Linked DNA regions of Mus musculus: region 2 is linked to region 1. Evidence: chromatin contacts called from public Hi-C data. All regions are on one chromosome and are shown on one strand. Each heading gives the region's core, a stretch centred on a gene start, on an enhancer-like site or on the middle of the called end of the contact. The rest is flanking DNA. Distances are from core to core; before and after follow the strand shown. Region 1 overlaps Bfsp1 (beaded filament structural protein 1, in lens-CP94). Region 2 has its middle 30 kb from the start of Mgme1.

The links. Hi-C and Micro-C count contacts between places; a contact is called where the count stands out from the background.
Region 2: a Hi-C map of bone marrow-derived macrophages shows a contact between it and region 1, with 16 read pairs. The contact joins two enhancer-like sites. A contact is called at or near these places in 2 of 15 datasets of contacts at CTCF or cohesin (large pre-B cells and pro-B cells), 28 of 484 Hi-C or Micro-C datasets (B cells, CD4 T cells, CD8 T cells and 22 more), 10 of 115 datasets of contacts at active chromatin or transcription factors (craniofacial prominence, embryonic basal ganglia, embryonic midbrain and 6 more) and 1 of 9 other capture datasets (embryonic stem cells).

Annotation. Positions count from the first base shown.
Region 1 is chr2:143,844,081-143,850,827 of GRCm38.p6, forward strand. It overlaps Bfsp1 (beaded filament structural protein 1, in lens-CP94), which reads right to left. Exons shown (of 8, transcript NM_009751.2): 3 at 4,848-4,943; 4 at 1,821-1,910. Among named protein-coding and RNA genes, the nearest start is that of Bfsp1, 16 kb to the right of the region's middle. Within about 2 kb of position 3,046, at least 85 of the 459 cell types and tissues checked have an H3K27ac peak or open chromatin away from gene starts, as enhancers often do. A contact at or near this core is called in bone marrow-derived macrophages, peritoneal macrophages and uterus, where this site is marked.
Region 2 is chr2:144,297,907-144,304,653 of GRCm38.p6, forward strand. No RefSeq gene overlaps it. Among named protein-coding and RNA genes, the nearest start is that of Mgme1, 30 kb to the left of the region's middle. Within about 2 kb of position 3,030, at least 68 of the 459 cell types and tissues checked have an H3K27ac peak or open chromatin away from gene starts, as enhancers often do. A contact at or near this core is called in bone marrow-derived macrophages, peritoneal macrophages and uterus, where this site is marked.

The DNA.
Region 1 (6,747 bases), core at 1,796-4,295:
AGCAGTGTGCAGAACTCTGGAGCTGAGATTCACAACAAACAGGGCAGGAAGCTTTCTAAATCTATGCCTCCATCTTTCCTGTGCACAGATGGACACCAAGACAATAAGTATCACCCACCCCTGCCATCAACAGCCAATAGCTCTTAGGGGAAGACTAGACACCCATGACCCCACACCATGCATAACTATGTTGACCAGCACAGCCTTGTGCAGACCCGACGCAGGTAATGAGGGTTGTTATAAGTTCCCACGTGCAGCAGCCGTCATCTAAATGGGAGTTTTAGACTGAGAAAAAGATTTTACATCTCTCACGCCTGCCAGAGGCCCACAGTCATGAGCAGAGCTGGCCTTTGAAAATGAAATGTCTTCAAGTTTCAACTTCATGACCAAAATGCTAAAGAGAAGAAGAAAGCAAACAGTGGGGATGCCTCGCAGATGAATCCCCAACACAGCAGAGTTGAGAATGGGGCCTAGTTGAAGGTTCTTGTCCTGGGAATGGATTGGTGCCTCTATGAAGAAGCTCGTGGGAGGGGCTTCTCCTTTTCGGTTCCTCTGACATGTGAGGATGAGGAATTTGCCCATTTTTTTCCTTCCCACCTTCCAAGAAAGGCAGCCCAAGACAGCCCCAAACCAGAAGCTAGTTCTTTGATCTTGGACTTCCCAAACTCCAGACTGTGTGAAACTAATTTCTGTACTTTATAAATTATTCAGCATATGGCACTGTATTATAGCAAATCAGACAGGCTTAGGTACATCCCAACTTTAAGACACAGGCAAAAGAGGAGAGCAGATACATTAACAAAGAAAACTGATTGACAGCCGCTAAATCAGACAACGATACCTAGCATCATTAGCTACTGGAGGATGCAAATCAACCACAACCAGACTCACTACACACCGAGCAGAGAAACAAAACAGGAACCAAGAACGAAGGCTGAGGCAGCAAGCTCTGTCAGGAATATAAAGCAGGAGCTCTTTCAGAGCTAGAGGGACTGCAACCACAGCTGGGTACAGCAGAAACACCATTCGTAGCCTCTGCACATTTCTGCTGGATTCAAGTCCCTATTTGTGAAGCATTGGGAATGTGGAAGCCATGTCTACAATCCCAACACTCAGGAGCCCAAGCCAGGATGAGTAAAAAGCTCCAGGCCAGCCTGGGTTACAGAGCAAGACAGACTCGAAAGAAAACAGAGGGGAGGTTGGTCAGGACTATAAAGAGGCCGATAGAAAGTAATTAGGGTTGGAGATCATCAGGGCCCAGTTCCCTAGGTGAATCCTGCTAACTTTATGAGAAGAGAAAAATCAAAGGACACAGACATAGACAGACAAACAGACAGACTCTGTAAGACATTACCAGCAGGAACACTGCACCTAGATGAAGCCCCTTGACCCTGAATCTCTGGAACTGTAAGCCAACACGACCCTTTTTATAGCTTGCCCATGCTATGACTGTGTCATAGAATGGCAAGCTATGGGCAATAGAAAAGAGGCCATACAGCAAAGCATTTTGAAAACCACTTCATTTTGGCAGACCACATTTCCTAGAAGAAAATACCTAAGGTAATCTTACGGGACATAGCTTATGTCCCCTGAAATCTATCAGCGTTTACAGTTTGAACAAAGAACAAACCTCACACTTGAATAGCACTTAGAAGTAGGCAGGAGTTAACTTGTGGTAGTTCTAACAGTCAGACCCCGTGCTTGTCCCTGGACCTCTGAGAAGGTCAACTCCTCCACAGGTATGGGAGTGAAGACTCAGAGTACAGCCCCTCCCTGCAGGACTGGATAGCGTTCCCTGCAGCTGGGGCTCCAGTACTTACCTCCCTCATCCCAGTAACCAGGGACACTTGAGGAGCAGTCTGTACGATCTGCTGCAGGACGGTGATGTAGGTCTGAATCTCCAGAAGATTCTGTTGCAGAGGGAAAGCATTTTCATTAGAAGTTGAGCTGCTGGAATCTCACCCCCTTTCCTATGTGAGCCCAGGAGTGAGTGCCTGCACACATTGGCCCACAGCTGTGGCCACACTTGGATGGACAGAGGAATAAGCTACAGCTGCCACGGATGGCATATTGGAGTGGGCATTGCACATCTGCAGAAGCAACGGGGCAGGAGAACCATCGGGCTCAGCTTATTTGACCATTTCCCTTCAGATGCCTTCACACACTGCCCCTGGCCTCACAGCACCCTGGATGACAGGTGAGAAGAAAGGGGACCGAACAAGGCCTGGAAGCTACAAAGGACTGTGACAGTACAGGGCAGTGCTTCAGTGAGAGGGCAACTTTAGCCAGTCACGCCTACACTAAATGACTTAGTGGATATGAGTGTCTTCTCAGGTAAGCTTCAAAGTCTCCTAGAATAAAGGTCTTTTTATGAGACAGGGCTAACCATCTACAGGGAGGCCTGGTGACCTTAAACAGACAGTGCACCTTTCCTAGCTCTGAGCAATGACTGATAACACAACCCTCTACAGAAAACAGCCTTGACCAAGCATTGGTCAACTTGTCCAGGAAACTTCGAGGGCCCCAGCCCATGAGTGAAAAAGATTGGCCTTCAGATGAGACCAATGCTCCCCTCTCTCACACTATCCCCCACAGTCCTCCACTGATGTAACTGTGGAACAAGGACCACTATCTCAGGCTCTGTTTGTAGGGGCTGACTCGAGCCCTTCCTCATCAGGCTGGGTCCCAACAGATAATGAATGGGAGCTTCCCACCATTGTTATAAGTGCCTGCCTACTTCAGGCTGGCTCCAGACACTGCTCTCGGGATCCAATAAGATAAATATAAGGAAGCTGGAAGGTGTGGAGGAGGAAGTAGGCAAGGGCCTGGTGAGAGGCTGGGAAGACTGCCAGGGAGAGGGTACTACAGTCAAAGTGCAGGGTACACACAGGGAGGTGGGGAGGGTGGGAGGGAACACCAGGCTAGCTGGGTCCTTGCCCAGCTCCAGGCTGTCTCTAAATTACCAAGTTTGTCTTAGTGTGAGTTTCCCCAGAGAAAGATCTGGGTGTGGACACAGCTGAGTTGGGCAATGGCTCGGGGCCTTGTGACTAACAGGACAGAGAAGAGGCAGGGAAAGGACACTGGCTAAGCAGGGCGTGCCATCAATTGCACTCCCGTGGGCACGAAGATCAGACTTCGGAGGACCTCCTCCAAGTCCTGCTACCCAGACAAGAGGGGCCCAGGGGGGTTACACACAGACGCCCGCCCATCAGCCACTGAACAAGGCTGCTCCAGGGGTAGAGAAGTTCCCCTCTATTTCCTATGAGATTGTAGCTTTCCACTGCTTCAGTAAGCTCCTTGGCAAAAAGACACAGGTACTGTATCAATGAAACAAGGACCCCAAAGAGAACTCTACAGAATGAAAGCTTCCCCAAGAAATTCTAGCCTGGGTGAGAGCAGACAGAGCCTCGGGACAGATAAGAAACTCCCCCATTCACCCCAGGAACAGGATCCTCACAGCCCTAGAGACTTGCAGCTAACTAACTCTACGCAGGACACTTCCTGGCTTTGGTTTCCTCTCTTTTCCAAAATAGCAAGGAAGATGGGGTACGAATTCTGGTCAGCTGTAAATAACTTTATTCCCTTTATCCCAGAGATTCTCAACCTGAGGGTCCCGACCCCTTTGGAATAATATGACCCTTTCAGAGGGGGTCACCTAAGACTGTGGAAAAACGCTACAGTTTGTAACAGTAGCAAAATTATAGTTATTAAGTAGCAACAAAAATAATTCTGTGGTTGGGGGTGGGGGTGGGGTCACAACAACAGGAGGAACTATATTAAAGGGTTGCAGCACTAGGAAGGTTGAGAACCTCTGCTTTTCCCATTCCTGTGTCCAGATTCCTGCTGGTAAGTCAAGACACAACAGACCTAAGGTTCAGGTTACCATATGGGCAGTCAGAGAAGACCAGAGCCTAAGACCACTGCCTCCCCTGTCTGTTAACCCATGGTTAACCCAGAGCAGCACCAAAGAGGATACCACTCACATTTTAAAGATAGGAAGCAGCCCAGAGAGGCCAGGCTGCTCTCTCACAATTACACAATGCTGGGATGTGATTGTCCAGTGTGCTAAGGCCTCCAGTATCACACCTGCCAGAGGCGTGTAAGGAGTGGAAAGGTTAGGATACTCTGAAGGAGGAGGCTCTTAGCTGAAGGGGATTACAACCCCATAGGAAGAACAACAGTATCAACTAACTCAGAACCCCCAGGGCTCCCAGAGACTAAGCCACCAACCAAAGAGCCTACATGGGCTGGCCCATGCCACCACCACCCTCCATTCCCCGGCACCCACATATGTAGCAGAGGACTGCCCCATCTGGCCTCAGTGGGAAAGGATGTGCTAAATCCTGTAGAAACGTGATACCCCAGGGAAGGGGGATGAAGAACTCATGGAGGGGGGACCAAGAAGGGGGAAACATTTAGAATGTAAATAAATAAAATAATTAGTATAAATAATAAATAGACAAATAAAAGAGGTTCCTAAAAGAAAGTGTTATCTGGTTGCCTCTAAGGCAGAGCTAAGAACTGTAAAACAATGCCTTAAGCACACACACATATTCTCCCTTCTCTTTATTTTTCTGAGATAAAACAGTAGACTGCTTAATAGGGATGGAGCTGCCAAAATAATTTTGTAAATTATGACACTAAAACCTAACATCGCAATTCCCGGCATATCCTGCCATTGTCCACTGATGTTCTCTAGGCACCTCTGGCTGGGTAAGTGCTGTCCAATGGCCGGCTCATGCCAGTTCAGGGTCTGTAGTCAACATTGCTCACTCTAGCAGTCTCCTGTCCAACCCAACCCATGCTGGGTTTTGTAAGAGCAAGGGCTTCCCACACGTGATAGTTACCTTCTTGTACCTGTCCTTGGCCACACTGATATCTGCCTGCAGAAACTGTGCCTCCAACTGAAGGTGCAGGTTACGCAATAAGGCTTCATCGGCTTCCTGAAACAGACAGACAAACAGACAAACAAAAAAAGCCATGCTAGGGTCACAAAGAGCACTTAGGTGTAAAGTGAACCAGTGTAGAAACACAGGGCCGAGGTGGGGACTTGATAAGGGATTCTTGTTCAGTGGGTCTAGATCTCTCTCTCTCTTACTCTCTCTCTCTCTCTCTCTCTCTTCCATACTCTCTCTGTTTGGGTGTGTGTGTATGAGTGTGTTTGTGTGTGTGTGTGTGTATGAGTGTGTTTGTGTATGTGTGTATGAGTGTGTTTGTGTGTGTATGAGTGTGTTTGTGTGTGTGTGTGTGTGTATGAGTGTGTGTGTGTGTGTGTGTGTGTGTGTGTGTGTGTGTGTGTGTGCATACACATGTGAACCATCTTGCATGGGTGGAAGTCAGAAGACAACTTTCAGGAGCTGAGTCTCTCCGTCCACCATGGGTTCCTGGGATCCTGAGCAGGTCATCAGCCGTGCACTGCATGTGCTTTTCCCCACGGAGCCATCTTGCCAGCCCTGCATGCTGAGTTCTAAATAAAGCAGTAGGCTACTCAGTAAACCTGGTTGAGAACAGTACTTCTCATTATGCGGCGATTTTGAATTCAAAGGGACATTTGGCAATGTCCAGAAGTACAATTATTGTCAGGACTTAAAAGCAGGGTCAAGAAGACTGCTGTAAGTCTCCTACAGTACACAACAGTCCACCACACCACACCACACCACACCACACTCACACAACAAAGACTATTACAGCCTAAACATCCACAGTGCAAGGTTTCAGAAACCTTATCAAGAAAAGGCCAAGAGTACAGATATACTCACATTCCAAGTAGCCTTTACATTTACATACATCTATGTTTTGTATCTTGCTATCATTACCTTGAGTTTCAAGACCAAACCTATATGAAGGTGGAGGGAGAGAAATGACTCCACAAAGTTGTCCTCTGACCTTCACACAAACACACACACACACACACACACACACACACACACACACACACACACCCCACAGCATGTAACCCCACCCCTCCCCCACATTACATCATACACACACACTTATATATACATACAATAATAATAACAATAATGATAAAATAGTTTTAAAGGTTGTGCTCATATCTGAAATTGACTTAAATGCTTCAGTATGTATGGTGTGACGTAGGTCTGTCAGGAATCCCCACTCCCTAAGACAACACTGCCTAAGCACACCTGCCAATACCTGAGACATGTGCCAAATGGTTTTGTACTGACCTCTTAAGAACTTTGCATGATGAATGCTAGTAATGGCTTTTTATTAATAAAAGTAGATACAGGTTAGGTCAAACTATTTAAGAGACACTACTCTCCAATGAGAGAGTTAGAATAACCAAGATAAGTGGATGGCCAGGGGTTACTGAGACACTTTGACTGTTAGCCCAGCAGAAATGTATTCTCTGGAATGTCACTTGAGTCTCTAAGTGTTCTTATTAAAAGACCATAGATGTAGGAAGATTCCTGATATCTGATGCTGACAGGCAGGATACAGAGATTCTGACTCTACAGTGGGACCTGCCTCAAGTGGCCTTCCTAGACACTGCTGTCTTCACACCTGTGACACTGGAGAGTCAGAGCTGCAGGGAGTCTACCCATGCCCCCATGGGCTTTTGGGGTCTGTGTCAGAACAAATACTCTGAATGTATGTATCCCTCACCTCCTTCAGGAATAGCCCTTTGATGGGTAGGGGCTCACCACCCTAGAGCTGGAGTTATCCGGGACAGATGTGGAGTGTCAGAAAAAGACACAAAGCCAATTTCTTGGATGTTTTCTACTT
Region 2 (6,747 bases), core at 1,780-4,279, 450 kb after region 1:
GGCAGAGGCAGGTGGATTTCTGAGTTTGAGGCCAGCCTGGTCTACAGAGTGAGTTCCAGGACAGCCAGGGCTACACAGAGAAACCCTGTCTCGAAAAACCAAAAAAAAAAAAAAAAAAAAGAACAAGTTATGTTGTTATGTTTTTATAAAATGTGGTCACTGTAGGGCTGGAGAGATGGCTGAGCAGTTAAGAGCACTGACCCCTCTTCCAGAGGTCCTGGGTTCAATTCCCAGCAACCACATGGTGGCTCACAACCATCTGTAATGGGATATGATGCCTTCTTCTGGTATGTCTGAAGACAGCTACAGTGTATTCAGATACATTTTTTAAAAAGGCCACAGCCGGGCGTGGTGACGCACACCTTTAATTCCAGAACTTGGGAGGCAGAGGCAGGCAGATTTCTAAATTCAAGGTCAGCCTGGTCTACAAAGTGAGTTCCAGGACAGCCAGGGCTATACAAAGAAACTCTGTCTCAACCCCCCCACCACCACCAAAAAAAAGAGCCGTTCCCCAACTCAGAAGGGGTGAGTTTCCTTCCCTAGAGTATGGGCTGGACATGGATCATATCTCTTACAGAAAACAGCAGGATTGCCAGGCTTGGTAGCATATACCTTTACTCCCAGGGCTTAGTACTCAAAGTCAGAGGCAGGAGATCTCTGTGAGTTCCAGGCCAGCCAGAGCTACAGAGCAAGACCCTGTCTCAAATGAATAAATGAATAAATAAATAAATAAATAAAGTACCTGGACTAGCAAACTACAGTAATCTATAATTCAGCACCTGCATTAAAACTCACCCTAGCAAGCAGGGCGGGGTGGCTCACATTTGTAATCCCAGCCCTAGGCTAAGGCAGGAATATCACTCAAGGCCAACCTGGGCTGCCTAGTAAGAGCCTGTCAAGAGACAGAAAGGGCTAGGCAGTGGTGGCACACGCCTTTAATCCCAGTACTTGGGAGGCAGAGGCAGAGGCAGGTGGATTTCTGAGTTCAAGGCCACTACAGAGTGAGTTCCAGGACAGCCAGGGCAATGCATAGAAACCCTGTCTCAAAAAACAAACAAACAAACAAAAACAAAAAACAAAACAAAAAAACAACAACAGAGACAGAAAGCTTGGGAGAGATGACTCAGAGAGGTTAGGAGCACTGCACTGCTATTCGGAAGGTCTTGAGTTCAAATCCCACAACCACATGGTGGCTTCCAACTATCTATAATGAGATCTGGCGCCACCTTCTGGTGTGCAGGCATATATGCAGACAGAACACTGCATACATAATACATTAATTTTTAAAAGAGAAAAAGAATGGGAGACGCCATCCTCATCCCCATTCGGCAGCCAGCACTGACCACCAGATGGGCGACTGGTAGTCTTCAGACCGCTCCAGGGTCCAGCCTTAGAATCTCCCATCTGAAGGACAGAGAAAGCCCCCCCCCCCCCCCCCCCCCCCCCGCACATGCACTAGACCTTGTCGAAACCCTGACCCACAGAATCTCCAAGTTAGGCTCAGCTAGTTACCCAGTCGTAGGAACTGACCACTTCATTCAGTTCCTCTATCCAGCTTGAGATAAATTGTTTTTTTACTTATTTATCTGTTATCTGTCTCCACCTTACAGAAGCAGGGATTAGCCCGGCATGGTGGCCCGTGTCTACAATTCCAGTGCCTGGGAGGCTGAGACAGCAAGACTGGCACAAGTTCAAGGTTACCTCAGCTAGGTAGAGACTTCCAGACTAGCATGGGGGTGGGTGGGGAGAGTGGGGGGTGGGGGTGGGGGACTTATACCTCCAACCAAGCAAACTAAACAAAATAAAACAAAACAAAGGACACTGGTCTATTTTTTTCTAGCCTTAGTATCTAGAAAAGTCCCTAGCATAGCATGGGCACTTGGAAAATATTTGTTGAACAAATGAATCCTTGCTAATTAAAGAAAACTGCTCCGTACTATAATCCGCACACCTTCTGCTAAGGCATGTGACCTTTTCCTGAAGAAAGTGTTCTCTGCTGTGTTTTGGACTAGCTCCCTGCTAAAAAATATCTCTTGTCAGCCATCTGGAAAATGATAAAGTTGGATGCATACCTCCCACTATACCCCAGGAAATAGTCCAAACAGATCAAAGATTTAGATGCGATAAGACGAAGCTGTTACAGTCCTAGAAAAAATGCATGGCAGAATCCCGATGTAATTTTGGAGCCACAAGGCCTTTCTACCAGGGACTTGACCTTCTGCAGAAGGCAGAGAAGAAAAAGATGGGGTCATCTCACACTACATAAAACTTCTCCGCGGGGGAAACACATTCAGCATGAATGAAAGTCAAAGCTAAATGACAACCCAGGAAGAAAAACAGCAATTGAAACCACAAAAGGGTTGAACTTCCTGGTACACCAAGCATGCAAGTAAAGAAACAGACAGAAAAATGACCAAGAAATTGGGCAGTACCCGAATGTCAGACTGCTCCCTGAAGCAGTCACATACAAATGGCTCTTGATAAGACTAGACATCCAGCCTTCCTCTCACACACAGTGAGACAAATGTCAAATCTAATGACACTGAAAAACTATTTATTTCTCTCCTATCAGATGGGCAGAGAGCCAAAACCACAGCAATACAATGTTGGCTCAGTGGCAAGGACATGTACACTCGAAGTACAAATTGGCACCATTGAGCCTTATCCACCAACTTTACAACACCCAACAACTTACAAGACCAGGGGCCAGCCTTCATGGTGTGTGTGTGTGTGTGTGTTTACAAGATCTGTACAATTCTTAGGTCAGCAGAGAGGCTAAGGGTGTAGCATAATGATAGTTTTTGCCTATCTTATGAAAGGGCCTGGGTTCTATTCCCAGAACAGGAAATAATGGAGGAAGAGGAGGAGGAGGAGGAGGAGGAGGAGGAGGAAGAGGAGGAAGTAGTTATGCAGAAAAACAGACCAATAACCAGTGGGAAGAGGGGCATTTAGGTATTACACAGAAAAGGGAACTACAAATTGCCCTTAACAAGTGAAACTGTTAGCACTGACAATTGCATTTCTGGGAATTTATCCCGAAGACAGGATTGCATTTATGTGAAATGACACATACATAAAGTTACTCACTGTAGCACTCTCTATAGGAGCAAAACATTGGAAGCTACATAAGTGTCTATTACCGGAAGACTGATAACCCGAAATACAATGCATCCACGCAACACAACACTAGACAGGGTTTTTAAATTTTATTATAGCCATTGACTCATTCATGTGTGTGTGTGTGTGTGTGTGTGTGTGTGTGTGTGCGCGCGCGCGCGCGCGCGCGAGCATGAGCCACACCATGCCTGTGGAGGGGTCAGAGAACAACTTGTGGGAGCCAGTTCTCTTTTACCACATGGCTTCCAGGAACTGAGTTCAGCTAGTCAGATTTGGTAAAAAGTGATTCATGGCTTAGACCATCTTGTTGGCTCAGCTCTGTAATGTTAGAAAATAAATTCAGGTGGTTCGGCAGCTAAGAATGTGTACTGCTCTTGCACAGGACCCAAGGCTGATCTCAGCACACATGTAAAATGGCTCACCCCTATTACTCCACTCCAGGGGATCCAAGGCTCTCTTCTGGCCTCTTCAGGCACCTGCACACACACACACACATGTGACTCTCACACACACACAAAGTATTTTAAAAGAATACATAAGTATTTACCAAAAAAACCATAAAAGTTACACACACACACACAAAAAAAAAACCAATAATACTTGCATCCTACTGGCGTTCCCTCTGTCATGTGAAATAAAATCCTCTAATCTTGTGAGGAAGAAACTAACAGCATTGGCTAACTATGGAGGAGAGCCTGGGCAGATGAGACACCAATTTTGAGGCACCACATTTCTCTACATATATTATTATAATATTTGTAAAACTTTTTGGAATGCCACAGAACTTGCAATAACTGGCATACTCCTTTAGTTCTAAAAGTAGGTTCTTTCTCAAAATGCATGCATTCTGAGGAGGGTCAAAGCCTGTGAACTTTAGCCTTTTTTTTTTAAAATAACCTCTGAGATCCATCAGTCTGATCCTGTTGCCCCACCCTGGAGACCTAAGTGAACCAGCCCCTATGTGCTCTGTGCATTGGTTACAAGAGCTCACAGCTGCTGTTACTGAAAATGCCTAGAAGTCATGCCTTGCGTGTCAGTCACATGTGTTAAGTGGCCCCTGGCTTCAGGAAGCACTTCTAAGTGCTACTCACACCACAGACTAATAAGTAAGTCAGGGAGCTGAGAAGATAGTCCAGTGAGTTAAATATCAATGTTGAACAATCCTGAGGACCTGAGTTCAAATCCAGCTTCTATGTAACATGCTAGGTATGGTGATATGAAGTGAAAATCTGATCACTGGGGACACAAATCCAGGTGGATCACCAGAGTTTACTGGCTAGCCACAAGTCCCAATGAAAGAATTTATCTTCAAAAATAAGACACTTGAAGAACAATGCCTGAGGTTTACCCCAGGCCTAGACATACATACCTCCAAAATACTCAACTGATTTCTAAAAACATTTTTTGAAATAATTTATTTATTTCTTTAAGATGTATTTATTTAATGTATGTGAGTACACTGTCACTCTCTTCAGATACACCAGAAGAGGGCATCAGATCCCATTACAGATGGTTGTGAGCCAACACGTGGTTGCTGGGAGTTGAACTCAGGACCTTGGAAGGTCAGTGTTCTTAGACACTGAGCCATCTCTCCAGTCCTAACTTATTTATCTTTATTTTGTGTGCATTGTATTTTGCCTGCATATGTCTGTGTGAGGGTGTTGGATCCCCTGGAGCATCCTTGTTAGAGTTGCCTGAATTTTTTTTTTTTTTTTTTTAATTTGAGCCGGGTGGTAGTGATGGCACTGGCCTTTATTCCTAATGCTAGGGAGGCAGAGACAGAAGGATCTTCATGAGTTCAAGGCCAGCCTAGTCTGCTCAGATGCTCAAAGATAGAGGACAGTGACTGGTGGTTCATGGCTGTAAACCTAGCTGCTTGGGAGACTCGGGCAGAAGGATTACAAATTCATGAGCACATAGCAAGATCCCATCTCAATGTCTAAGAATCCAGAAAAGATGGAGAGAAAGATAAGACAATGCCATTTCTTGAGCACTGTATCTGCCCATCTTGAAACTGGAACTTTTTAAACATGTTGTGTGTATGGGGGAGGGTGTGTAGGTGCCACAGCATACAGTACTTATGGATGTTCAAGGACAGCTTGGCGGAGTCAGCTCTCTACTGTGTGGGCCGTTGAGGGTAAACTTCGGTGTCTGGCTTGGCAACAAGCACTTTGTACCTCTTGAGCCATCTCAGAGGTCCAGAGCTTTTAGCTTTTCAGCCCTGATTCCAACAGGGATGTTTCTTGGTCATGAAGGTAGTATGAAAACCACTGCTAATGCCATTCAAAGCTGTGTTTCTGCCATCTGCAACCATACAAACTGTTTAATAAAAACTAGACTAAGGAGAACGTTACCTTCATCACAGTTCCTATGTGATACCAGAGGCAGCCAGCTACACACTTCCAGCCAGGGCAGCTCAGTTTTGTCTCCACCAGCTGTGTAAACGGGGGAATGCAAGACTTGTGACAAGAGCTACGAACACATGCATGCATGTCAGCAGTTTGTCTTCTGGAGTCAGAGTAGAGCCCTTAATGATGGCTGCACCCCGTGAGTCCCAAGTTCAGCCCTTCCTCCACTGCTGCCACGGCCAGATGGTTAACCGTAGCTCCGAGGTTGTATTCCACTCATCTGGTGCTTCAGGAGAGGTGGGACAGACACCCGTGGGATCTGCAGATGGCCAGGATCTGAGCATCCTCAGGTACAGGAGGGGTGATGCTGGCCAAAGGCACTCTGACTCTTACACCTTTCTCTGTGGGGTCGCAGTAGAACCTGAAACCTCTTCTCCACTTTGAAGGAGGAATGAGGAAAAGAGGTGTTTTGACCAGATTTGAAAGTCTCTGCACCAACTCACAGAGACAGAGCTGCTGCCCCCTAGGGTGTTTTACAGGTGTTCCAAATGACACCTGCACAGTGAGGGGTGCCCAGGTTCCTGCCTGGCAGATAGATCGCTAGTACAGGGGTCTTTCTTCCTCTCTCCCAGAAGCAAAACCATGGTTGGAAGAGAAACGGTAACGCATCTTAAGTGTCCAGCCCATGGGGTAAGGCCTGGTAAGCAAGGAGAGTAAGGAGAAAAGGGAAGAAGGCAAAACTGAGAGAAGAGGAAATGAAGAGAGGGGGCTAGAAGGGGAAAGATGGAGATACAGAGAAGAAACAAGACAACGACCAGCCATTGAAAATTTCCCCTAGACCAAGGACTCCCTGCAATAAGACAGACAGGCCCAGGCAGTGAAAGGCAAGGACAAGCCTACCTCTTCCCAGTCAATTTAGACAGCAGCACACAGACCTTGTGCCAAGACTTTCTTGGCTAAGGGGCTTCCCAAGGGAGGGTCTAGGCCCTTCCTTCTGTCCAGCAGTCATGTTAGTACCACAGAAACCACCTTTTCACCAACTCAGCTTGTAACTTCCCCCTTTCCCCTGTTGTGTACAAAGGTAGACTTGATTGTTAATCTCTCCCACATAGGAGTGGAGCTCCACAGTGAGGTGAGAGGGCGCTATCGCTCAAGGTCGCTGCATTCCCAGCCCAGCCCCCCCCCCCCCCAAGAAACCATCCGCTGCCCAGCCTCCCAGCATAGCTGCTTGAGCAGGTGGACGTCGTCATGCCTGGGCTAGCTTTCTCTTGTTTCAAGGTTT